Linked DNA regions of Sus scrofa: region 1 is linked to region 2. Evidence: chromatin contacts called from public HiChIP or PLAC-seq data. All regions are on one chromosome and are shown on one strand. The core of a region is the stretch at or near the end of the contact, and the rest is flanking DNA. Distances in the headings are between cores, read along the strand shown. Region 1 has its middle 3.6 kb from the start of TRNAS-GCU. Region 2 holds the start of LOC100156127 (histone H2B type 1-M).

Region 1 (5,175 bases), core at 1,433-3,932, 370 kb after region 2:
CTGGATATTCCCACACTGCATCCCTGAGAACTTGGAAATGAAGACGTCTCATGTGAGGGGCACATGGAAAGGAGAGCGTGACTTTAAACGAATTGAAATTAAAATAAAGAAAAAAATGGATTGAAAATTGATCATAAGGAAACAATAAAGCAATAGTTTACCCCATTCTGAGATTGAAATGTTTCTTTGTAATAATAGACACTACATACATATTCTTCATTCTACCACATCACTGCTAAAGTTCTCCAAACAGAATGGGTATCCTCTTTCCCTGAGGTACTCATATTTTTTGTTAATGTTCTTGGCCTGCTAGGAAGCAGACATCGTTGACTATGCATAAGATGAGACTCTTGGGAGTTCCTGTAGTGGCACAGTGGAAACAAATCCGACTAGCATCCATGAGGATTCAGGTTGGATCCCTGGCCTTGTTCAGTGGACCGGGATCTGGCATTGATTGCTGTGAGCTGTGGTATAGGCTGGCAGCTGCAGCTCCAACTCGACCCTCTAGCCTGAGAACTTCCATATGCTGAGAATTCGGCCCTAAAATGAAAAAAGAGAGAGAGAGAAAGAGAAAGAGACTCTTATAAGCCAGAGTAGACCCTAGACAAGTTCTCCTGGGAGCAATTTGCAGGCATCATTTCCACTTGTGATTTCAACTTCTTGTTCCTTAACTGCAGACTTTTCATAACTAATTTCCAAAAGCTATATGGCATTTTTTTCCTAATATATTTTAATATGACTGCAGGATTGAATGTTACTTCTATTTTTAAAAGCATCTTTATTAAAGTATAAATAATTAGCATATGATGAACTGCATGTATTTAAAGAGTACATTTTAATGAGTTTGGACATGTGTTTACACATGAAACCATGACCCCAATCAAGATAGTGACCTTATCATCCTTAAAGTTTCATTGTACCCTTTTGCAATTCTTTCCTCCTCCCCTCTCTGACCCCCATCCTCATGGGACAACTGATCCACACTTCGCATTTTCTAAAGTATAGCTTGTATCCTCTACAGTTTTGTACAAATACAATTCACTGTGTACTTTATTTTAATTGGCTCCTTCCATTCAGCATAATTATTTTGACATGAGCCCCACATCCTGGTGTTCAGTTTTTGCCTATGTCCTCCCCTTGGGTGTGAGTTGGACCTATGACTTACTTCTAATTCATAGACTATGGCAAAGCTGATTGGACCATTCCTGTGATTATACTGAACTATACATGACTCGGTCTTGCTAGTAGTCCCACTCTACAGAGTATCCTTGCTGGCTCCATGATGTAAACGGTCAAGGAGGGAAGCCCACTTGGCAAGGAACTTCAGGCACCTCTAAGAAGTGCAGGTAGCCCCTAGGAACTGAAAAATACTGCCAGCTAACAACCAGCAAATAGCCTGTGCCTTCAGCCCTAATGCTGCAGGAATTCTGCCAACAAACTGAGTGAGCTTAGAAGTAGATTTTTCCACAGTCAAGTGACGGTATAGCAGAATATGCCACCCCAAAACACACCTGTTTGGTATAAAGATTATTTTAAGTTGATTTTTGTTAAGAGAGGAAAAAAAAAACACAGACGCATGAGATACTTTAAAAACAGTAGAATTTACTCTTTGATGAGAACTTTGCATTTATAAGGGAGGCCTCAATTTGTAAGAGTGTCTCCTCTCTCTCTGTGTACCAGGAAGAGAAACACTCATTAAGGGAGAAGTTACCCACCTTAAATCTGCATATGAACCTTACCCTTGCTCATTATGTTTTTCCTGATAACCTCCTATAACTGGCCTCCCCAACCTCCAACGTATTTTTGTCTTTAGCTGAAAATAGTATTTAATGTAGCAGTTTAGGCCATTTCAGGGATTTTTTTACTCAGTTTTTCTGAGTATCTCCCATGTATATACAAAGTGTGCATGTTATTGCAAGGGAGCAAAATCTGCCAGCCCATAATGTATCTTTGCGGCAAGGATTAATTTAGGCTGATTATTTTTAAGAAACAACATTCAGTGAAGTTCCCCTCAGTGGCTCAGCGGTAATGAACCTGACTAGTATCCACGAGGACATAAGTTTTACACCTGACTTCCCTCAGGCGGTTAAGGAGCCCACGTTCTTGCTGAGACCTGTGGCGTAGGTTGCAGAGGCAGGTCTGATCCAGTGTTTCGGCTGCTGTGGCTGACAGCTGCAGCTCAGATTCGACACCTAGCCTGGGAACTTACATATGCCCCAGGAGTGGCCCTAAAAATAAGACCGAGAAGAAAAGAAAAAAAAACCACTCAGGAAGTTTTTCTTGTTGCCTTTCCCCTGAGTGAGCTGCCTAAAGAATTTAGATAACGAGCTTGTTTCAGAATAGAACTATCATGAGAGGTATCTCAGGCCACAGGGTCGCAAGTGCAGATTTAAAGTAAGGAGGAGTTTAGGCTGGAGACAAGTTTGGCAGTAATTCAACCCTTCATTGGTTGGACTAGAGAAGATGCTCCATCTACTATGGCTAGAGGGGAAACTATGGGCAGTGAAAGAGTGATTAAAATTTTGGAAGGCAGGGAGTTCAAGAAAATCGGAGCAGAAGGAAAAAAAGACTAGCCCAAGGGGAACACAGTTGTTTCGAATCATAAGTCTCCAAGGTGGCGATGGCAGAATGAGCTGAGACTGGTATGAGCAGCACCGCCCCTAGTGTTAGGTCCCTGTAACTGCAGGGGTGAAGTGGAAGCCTTGTGGGCTCCTGTGAAGTCCTTAGACACCAGTGTTTATCTTCTGGGAGTAATGTTAATCCAGAAAATATTACTCTGAGGGAAGGGGGATTTGTCATTTCCTGTTAGCCTCAACCCCTGAAGCCAATTAGGCTGCCATGTCTTTCCTAACGGAATGGCCCTAAGTTCGAGATTCAGAGAGGGCAGGATATCTTGAAGCGACATACATAAAGCATCATTTACCTCGTTTGGCATATAAAAATAAAATAAAATAATGTATGTGCCAATAATCATCAATGAAAAGATTCAGGAAGAAGAAGCAAGCTGAGTTTTAGCAAAACCAAAGGTTTTTGCATGGGAGAGAAAACTGGAAGTGCAACCAGAAAGAGCTCTCAGATAATATCAGGAAGTGATGAGACTTTGTCTTTGATCTGCTGAATCATCCACCCAAGGAAGTAAAGAAAATTCTTTGAGGGTCTCCCATTTAACAAATGGAGCCAAGGAATATGATTTCATCCATTTTTTCAGAGACACCAGGCCCTGTTCTAGAAGTTGGGTATCCAGTAGCAATAGTGATTAAAATCGACCAAAACAGAAAAATACATCTCTCGAAAGACTTACATTTTGTTGAAGAGGGCAGTATGGTGAAGATAGTAAGCAAAAGTATCACTTTTGCTCAGGCCCGTGGCGCTGGCAGGATGGGCAAGTGTCACGGTCTTCATACTGCCAGGAAGCTTCATAGCCACTGACAGGACCGTAAGTGGCACAATAAACAGTATAAGAAAGTTCATTTGGGCACAGCCTTGAAGGCCAATCCTTTTAGAAGTGCTTCTCATGCCAAGGGAATTGTGCTTGAAAAAGTAGGGGTTGAAACTAAATAGCCAAATTCTGCCACCAGGAAGTGTGTCAGGGTTCAGCTAATCAAGAATGGCAAAAAAATTACAGCCTTTGTACCCAATGATGGTTGTTTGAACTTCACTGAGGAAAATGATGAAGTTCTGGTTGCTAGATTTGGTCACCAAGGTCATGCTGTTGGTGACATTCCTGGAGTCCAGGTTGCCCAAGTAGCCAGTGTCTCTCTTTTGGCCTTTATGAAGGCAAAAAGGAAAGACCAAGAGCATAAGTTTTGATGGTAAAAGCAGGATAGTAATAAATTCTCACATGCCAAAAAAAGTCTACAGCATGTCAGATCTTGGTACATATTAAGAAGAAAAGTATAGTAAATAGGAATTGGAAATTACATGGGGTAGCTCAATTATCAAAATGACAATCGGGTCTATGGGCTCCAGGCCTGAGTCCCACCTGGCCCTTGGCTAGAGGGGTCTCTCCTGGACCATCCAGGCCAGACCCAGCCTGGCCCACATCCTTTATGTAGGCCCCCACTGGGCTGTAGACCCCTTCACCCCCTGGGGACCCACTGGTCTAAAAAGTCTATTTTGGCCTGCAGTGACTGGGGACCATAATTGCAGGACACCATTTATGGGGTCAACCGGCCTATGGCGGCCTGTGTCTATAAGGGACTCTCATCGCCTGTGGGGGTCAGCCCCATCCCTAATGACCCATTTACAGGGTTTTCCATGTGTCTATAGAGACCACCCCCTTGGCCTCCAGAGGCTCTCAATAGTGGTGGTTCCCTTAGCAGGGACACAACTCTTGGACCTCCCTGGTCTACAAGGCCATGTCCCATCTGTAAATGTCACATGTGCAAGGTCTCAAGCCAGGTGGAAGGTCCTTTCCGGGTCTTTCCCACCCATCCAGGCTGTAAGAGTCAGTGTGGAAGGTGATGAAAGCCCTGGGCCGGGCTCTGGCTGCAGCTCTGGCTCTCTCTTTGGCTGTGCTGGGGCCACTGATCCATGGAGCCCAGGCAGGGGGCTGCAGGTAGGAGTGGAAAGTGCTTCTGGAGGCTTCAGGTTTTGTGACATGTGGTACGGGCAACTAAAGCAATGGCAATTGCCAGTGGCTCATCTGGGGTGAGTGGAGCCTCATGGGCACTAATTCATTCATCTGTGCATGCATCCTTCTGCTCACCAGGTTCCCAGAGCCTGCTTCTGTTCCAGGCCCTTTGCTCTAAAATGCAGCTAATTTGGGCCCTAACTTGGAAGGCTGTGAAGTCTGGTGAGGTGGCTGCATTCAGACCCAGGTGGACAATTACAAGCCAGGAACATTAGTGAGGGGTAATCTGAGAAATTATTAGAAACTCGGGCTCTGAGCCCAACCACCTGGCTTCAAATTTGGGTTCCACTTTACTAACTGTGAATTTGGGCAGGCGGCTTCCTTTTTCTGATGATCCCCTGCAAGTGGGGATAGTAATAGTACCTCACAGGGCTGCTGGGATTAAATGAGAACAGGTATTTATTGTGGCTGGCACTTAGTAAATACTCAATAAATGGCTTTAGAATTATTAAAGTTATTCTTTTTAAAAAAGTAACTCAATAACAGCACTGTTTTCATTAAAAAAAAAAAAGACATGGAGTGGCTCAGCGGAAATGAATGAC
Region 2 (4,894 bases), core at 1,486-3,985:
ATTGGAGCTGTAGCCGCTGTCCTACACCATAGCCACGGCAAAGTCAGATCCGAGCTGCGTCTGTGACTTACACCACAGCTCATGTGTTTACACCACAGCTCATGGCAACACCAGATCCTTAACCCACTGAGTGAGGCCAGGGATCGAACCCACAACCTCATTGTTCCTAGTCGGATTCATTTCCACTGCTCTACGACCAGAACTCCACCATCATGTCTTTTTTTCTTACTACCTTTGCCACTTTTCCATCAATCCAGTTTTAATTTTATTTATTTTTCTTTCCATGGGTTAGGTATATGTAGAATCAAAGCTTTGTTTTTACTTTTAATAATCTCAGTTATTAAAAAATGCTTTATTGCCCGTGCTTCCAGAATTGGGAAACCACAACAAACTTTTTTTTTTTTTTTTAAACTCTAAAACAGTCCACCAGTGCAGCTGGAGTCTTCTTAGGAAGGGTTCGGATTCAAGCCAGACTGCCTAAATCATTATCTTAGCTCCATGATTTACATATTATTGGATCTGGGGAAAGACACGTTGTCCCAGGTTCTCTTTGTAAGGGCGGCCGAAAGGACAAGACCCGAGATCAGGCATAAAAGACTTTATTTGCAGGGTATACTACCGGGCTGATTCACAAAGGAGGTCAGCAGTCAGCCTGTTGGGGGAGGGAGATCAGACGTGAGTGCCAAGAAAGGAGGTTTCTGTGCAGAAGCTGATTGGCCATTTCTTATGTTAAAATAGGGTGAAAAGGAAGAGACCAATCTGTGTACTTTCAACAAACTATGTAAATAGGGTGAAAAGAGGAACAGACCAATCAGCTTGGGAGACTTGTTAGTGGGATATGAGCAGAGGTTTAGACACTCTCCTGGGTGAGGTAGTTTTTAAGATTGAGTCACATGATTTGGGGGATGACTTAGTCCTGTCTTAGTTACGTTTCTCCAGAGCAGGGCGAGAGCTTGGAGTCAGGTTTCGTTTTTCTTTTTTTCCTGAGGTGAACCTAACACTCTTGTTTACTTTTTTTTTTTTTAATGGAAAAAGAAAAGAAATAATCAGGTAGGGGTCTATGATTAATTAAATGAATGCAAATAAAGTATGTTGGCTTTATTCAGCACATTGCTACACTGGCTAAACTGGGAATAAGGAAGAAATCAAGAAGTTGAATTCTCCTCAATACGGAAGTGAGAGAAACCAATTAACTATTTTGTGAAAAAGAAAGATAAGATTGAGTAAGCACAGGAGTGTGCCCTTGTTGGTTGCTTGCCTGCTACATGCAGCTTCCTGCTCTGGATTTACTGCACACGCGGGAAGCCTGGGAAGGGTTAGGGATAAAGTCAGCTTCAGGGAGGACACTTCTCTGCAGAAAGGAAAAATGGCTGCGCAGGAGATAGATGGATCCCAGGCTGAGCAAATGTAATCTGTTCCCTGTGGAGATAACTTCAAGATAAAAGATGTATCCTGCTAGGATAAAAGAGAGAGAGTATTTCTCATTCTTGAGATCAAAGATACACTAGCAGAAAGGTTCCTCAGGGGTCTGAGAAAGGAGGGACCAGACCACAGTACCTCCTGACAACTTCTCCGAGAACCTTGTGTTAAATCCATCCTGCCAAAGCCAGAGGAAGCAAGAGCATTGTCCAGTAGAAGGCCTCAGCTCATGGTAACACCAGATCCTTAAGCCACTGGGGCGAGGGATGGAACCTGTGTCCTCAGGGATTCTAAGCAGAGTCGATTCCACTGAGCCAGGACCGGAAAATCCCCTCCACCTCCACCCTAAATGATTTAAAAGGCCTCGCAAGGACATGTTGCTCTCTTCCTCTCTTGCTTCTTTCTCTGTCTGTCTTTATATCTCCCTTTCTCCCTCCCCACCCCACCCCGCCTGTTTTTGTATTTTCTATGCACCTTCTTCTCTCTCTTCTCTCTTTAAATAATTACCTCACTACCTTCAGTCTCTTTGTCAAATTCTTTCTCCAAAAGGGACAAAGATCTGAGGACCTACATCAGGTGGTTAGCGTTCAACATTCTCACCAACAGCCACCGGAGAACAATGGTAATGGCAGAATTATCTGCTCAGAAGCCAGTTTCAGCCAAAGATGATGGTGGTGATAATAAAATTAAAGTAAAAGTGTTAAAGGCCAACCTGCTAACTTTTATTCTTTTATTTTTTTAATTCTTTTCAGTAGGTAGAATGAAGAACTTTCTTATCCGCGCTTGCAGTTAAAAGGAGTGATTTGATCCTCCGTTATGAAGGACATGTGGGTCACGAAATTCTATTCTTATCTCCCTTCAAGGGATGTAATTTTATTTATGTAATTTTATTTCCTGCTATATTTGTGTGTTTTGTGTGCTGTGGGAAACGCTGTCTTTGGTATTTTCTGTACCACCGCAGATCGCCTATTCTCTATTTTTCCTTTCCCTATTAGATTCAAATGTAAAGACAGAGCTTTTCCAGGACCTGAAAAGGAGGTTTAGAAGTCGGAGAGGTACTCGGGCAACTAGCTTTGCTTCCTTTGCAAGTCAAAGCTCTGGAAAGTCATATTTTTTAAAACTGACAAACTAAACGGAATTGTTATAAAACAGTGATAAGATTAAAGAAGCTGGCTTGATTGGTGGAAAATTGACTCAGGAGACCAATGGGAGAGTAGCTCGTTTGCATGCAGCCTGTGACAAACGAACGAATCAGCAGTTTGGAAACCAAGTCTTCATTTGCATAAATCTGTCTACAAATAGGCAGGATCCAGCAGCACAGCCACCATTTTCTTTTCTCTTCAGAGAAAGGGCAGGTAAAATGCCTGAACCAACGAAATCTGCTCCAGCCCCGAAGAAGGGCTCCAAGAAAGCCGTGACCAAGGCGCAGAAAAAAGATGGCAAGAAGCGCAAGCGCAGCCGCAAGGAGAGCTACTCCGTGTACGTGTACAAGGTGCTGAAGCAGGTCCACCCCGACACCGGCATCTCGTCCAAGGCCATGGGCATCATGAACTCCTTCGTCAACGACATCTTCGAGCGCATCGCGGGTGAGGCCTCGCGGCTGGCGCATTACAACAAGCGTCGACCATCACGTCCCGGGAGATCCAGACGGCCGTGCGGCTGCTGCTGCCCGGGGAGTTGGCCAAGCACGCCGTGTCTGAGGGCACCAAGGCCGTTACCAAGTACACCAGCTCCAAGTAAATTTATTTCTAGGCACTGTCAAACCCAAAGGCTCTTTTCAGAGCCACCTCACGTTTTCACAATCTGAGTTGTTCACTAGGACTTTTTAGTTCCTAGAAACTGCATTTAACTCGTGTGAAGGTGGTACTTTAGGAAACACTTTGAAAGTTAACTGTTTTTGTGGTACATCTACTTAACTGTTGTGGTTATGGACAACCGTCCTGTGTACAGGACTCCAGAAACTTTAGCAAGTGGGAGCTAGTAACTGCCTAGGTTTAACCCCAACCTTTGGAACTCTAGATTACCTTTAAAATTTGTACAGGGTGCTCTCTGTGCAAATAGCGGCGCTTTGTGAAGTCTGGTTTTCCGTTTTATGTAAAGCGCCTCCCTATAGTATTTGAGAAGCCATAGTTAGATTTTGAAATCCTGCTCTCTAAAAACTACATCCTCTGTGATGCTGCAGGACCGCGCCCAAGTTCTTTTGGGTGGAATTCCTTTTCTCACTCTTTTAAGCCCTTTTTTACCTAGGTCTTTCAAGTCAACTAAATTTTTAAAAGGCTCTCATCATTGGACTTTTTCTAAATATACAATCTTCTCCCTACTTCCCTGACTCGTTTTACAAAGCGGACCTGCAAAATTCACAGAATTCTATGTTCAGAATAAACAGTTTTAATATTGTGGTCACATAAAATAATCTGCAGCCTCCTATTAGCCCCTATCACTGTCAAGCTCCCTTCCTAGACCAGGGCCTTATTCTTCCTCCAGCTTTCCTGTTCTGTTTATGTGCTTCACAGCCTTTGGATGATTCCCCCCCTCCCCCCAAACTTGATAAAATCTGAAATCTGCTATAGGGAGTTCCCCTTGTGGCTTATCAGGGTTATGAACTCGATTAGTATCCATGAGGACTCGGGTTTGATCCCTGGCTCTGCTCAGTGGGTTAAGGATCCAGCGTTGTGGTGAGCCCTGGTGTAGGCCGGCATCTGTAGCAGCTGCGATTCGACCCGAGGCTGGGAACTATGCCAGTGGTTACAGGTTTAAGAAGCAAGCAAGAAAGAAAAAAATCGGCTGTGGCTACAAGCCCTGCAAGGTCTGGCCCTCACCTAACTCTCCTTTCTGGTTTGGAAGTCCCTCTCCCCAACGGTCTTATTTATTTTTTTATTTTATTTTATTTTGGCCATCCTGCGGCATATGGAGTTCTCTGGCCAGGGATCGGATCAGAGCCACAAACATGACCTAAGCCACAACTGAGACAAGGAGGGTTTCTTAACACACTGTGCCTGGCAGGGAATGGAACCTGCACCCCAGCGGTCTAAAGATGCCGCCAATCATGTTGCGCTACAGTGGAAACTCCTCCCCCAACAGTTTTAAACTGTGAGCTATTCCACCCTCCAGGTCTTCGGAGTTTTCCTGAAATACACCTATGCCCAGCATACAAATAAAGTTTATTGATCAAAAACTCCGATTTCAGCTTAATCATTATGAAATGGCTTTGGGAAAGCATCCACACTGCCTGATATGAGGGCCTTCCAGGTAAACCCAAAGAGTGTCCATCAGGTTCATTCAGTTAAGTGCCAAGAATCAAATTATGTACTGAGGATATAAAGCAAACTTGAGTGTGCATCACAAGCACCCAGAAAGCTTGTCAAAGGACAGATTACTTGTTCCACTCCCAGTTTCAGTTTCATTGACTGGGGGAAGATCTGAGAACTTGGCTTATTGGCAAAAAGTTGCCAGGAGATACAGACGCTGCTTATCT

Evidence for each region. HiChIP or PLAC-seq counts read pairs in DNA pulled down with a chosen protein or histone mark.
Region 1: an H3K27ac HiChIP or PLAC-seq map of alveolar macrophages shows a contact between it and region 2. The contact joins the enhancer-like site here to the promoter of LOC100156127 in region 2. A contact is called at or near these places in 2 of 5 promoter capture datasets (fetal liver and liver), 3 of 47 Hi-C or Micro-C datasets (blood, fibroblasts and subcutaneous adipose tissue) and 1 of 2 datasets of contacts at active chromatin or transcription factors (alveolar macrophages).

What each region holds. Positions count from the first base shown.
Region 1 is chr7:21,208,074-21,213,248 of Sscrofa11.1, forward strand. It overlaps the pseudogene LOC110261662. Among named protein-coding and RNA genes, the nearest start is that of TRNAS-GCU, 3.6 kb to the left of the region's middle. Within about 2 kb of position 2,683, at least 3 of the 83 cell types and tissues checked have an H3K27ac peak or open chromatin away from gene starts, as enhancers often do. A contact at or near this core is called in alveolar macrophages, where this site is marked.
Region 2 is chr7:20,839,450-20,844,343 of Sscrofa11.1, forward strand. LOC100156127 (histone H2B type 1-M) reads left to right here and starts at 2,736. Exons shown (of 2, transcript XM_001927939.5): 1 at 2,736-3,038; 2 at 3,041-3,210. The coding sequence starts at 2,780. The coding sequence ends at 3,159.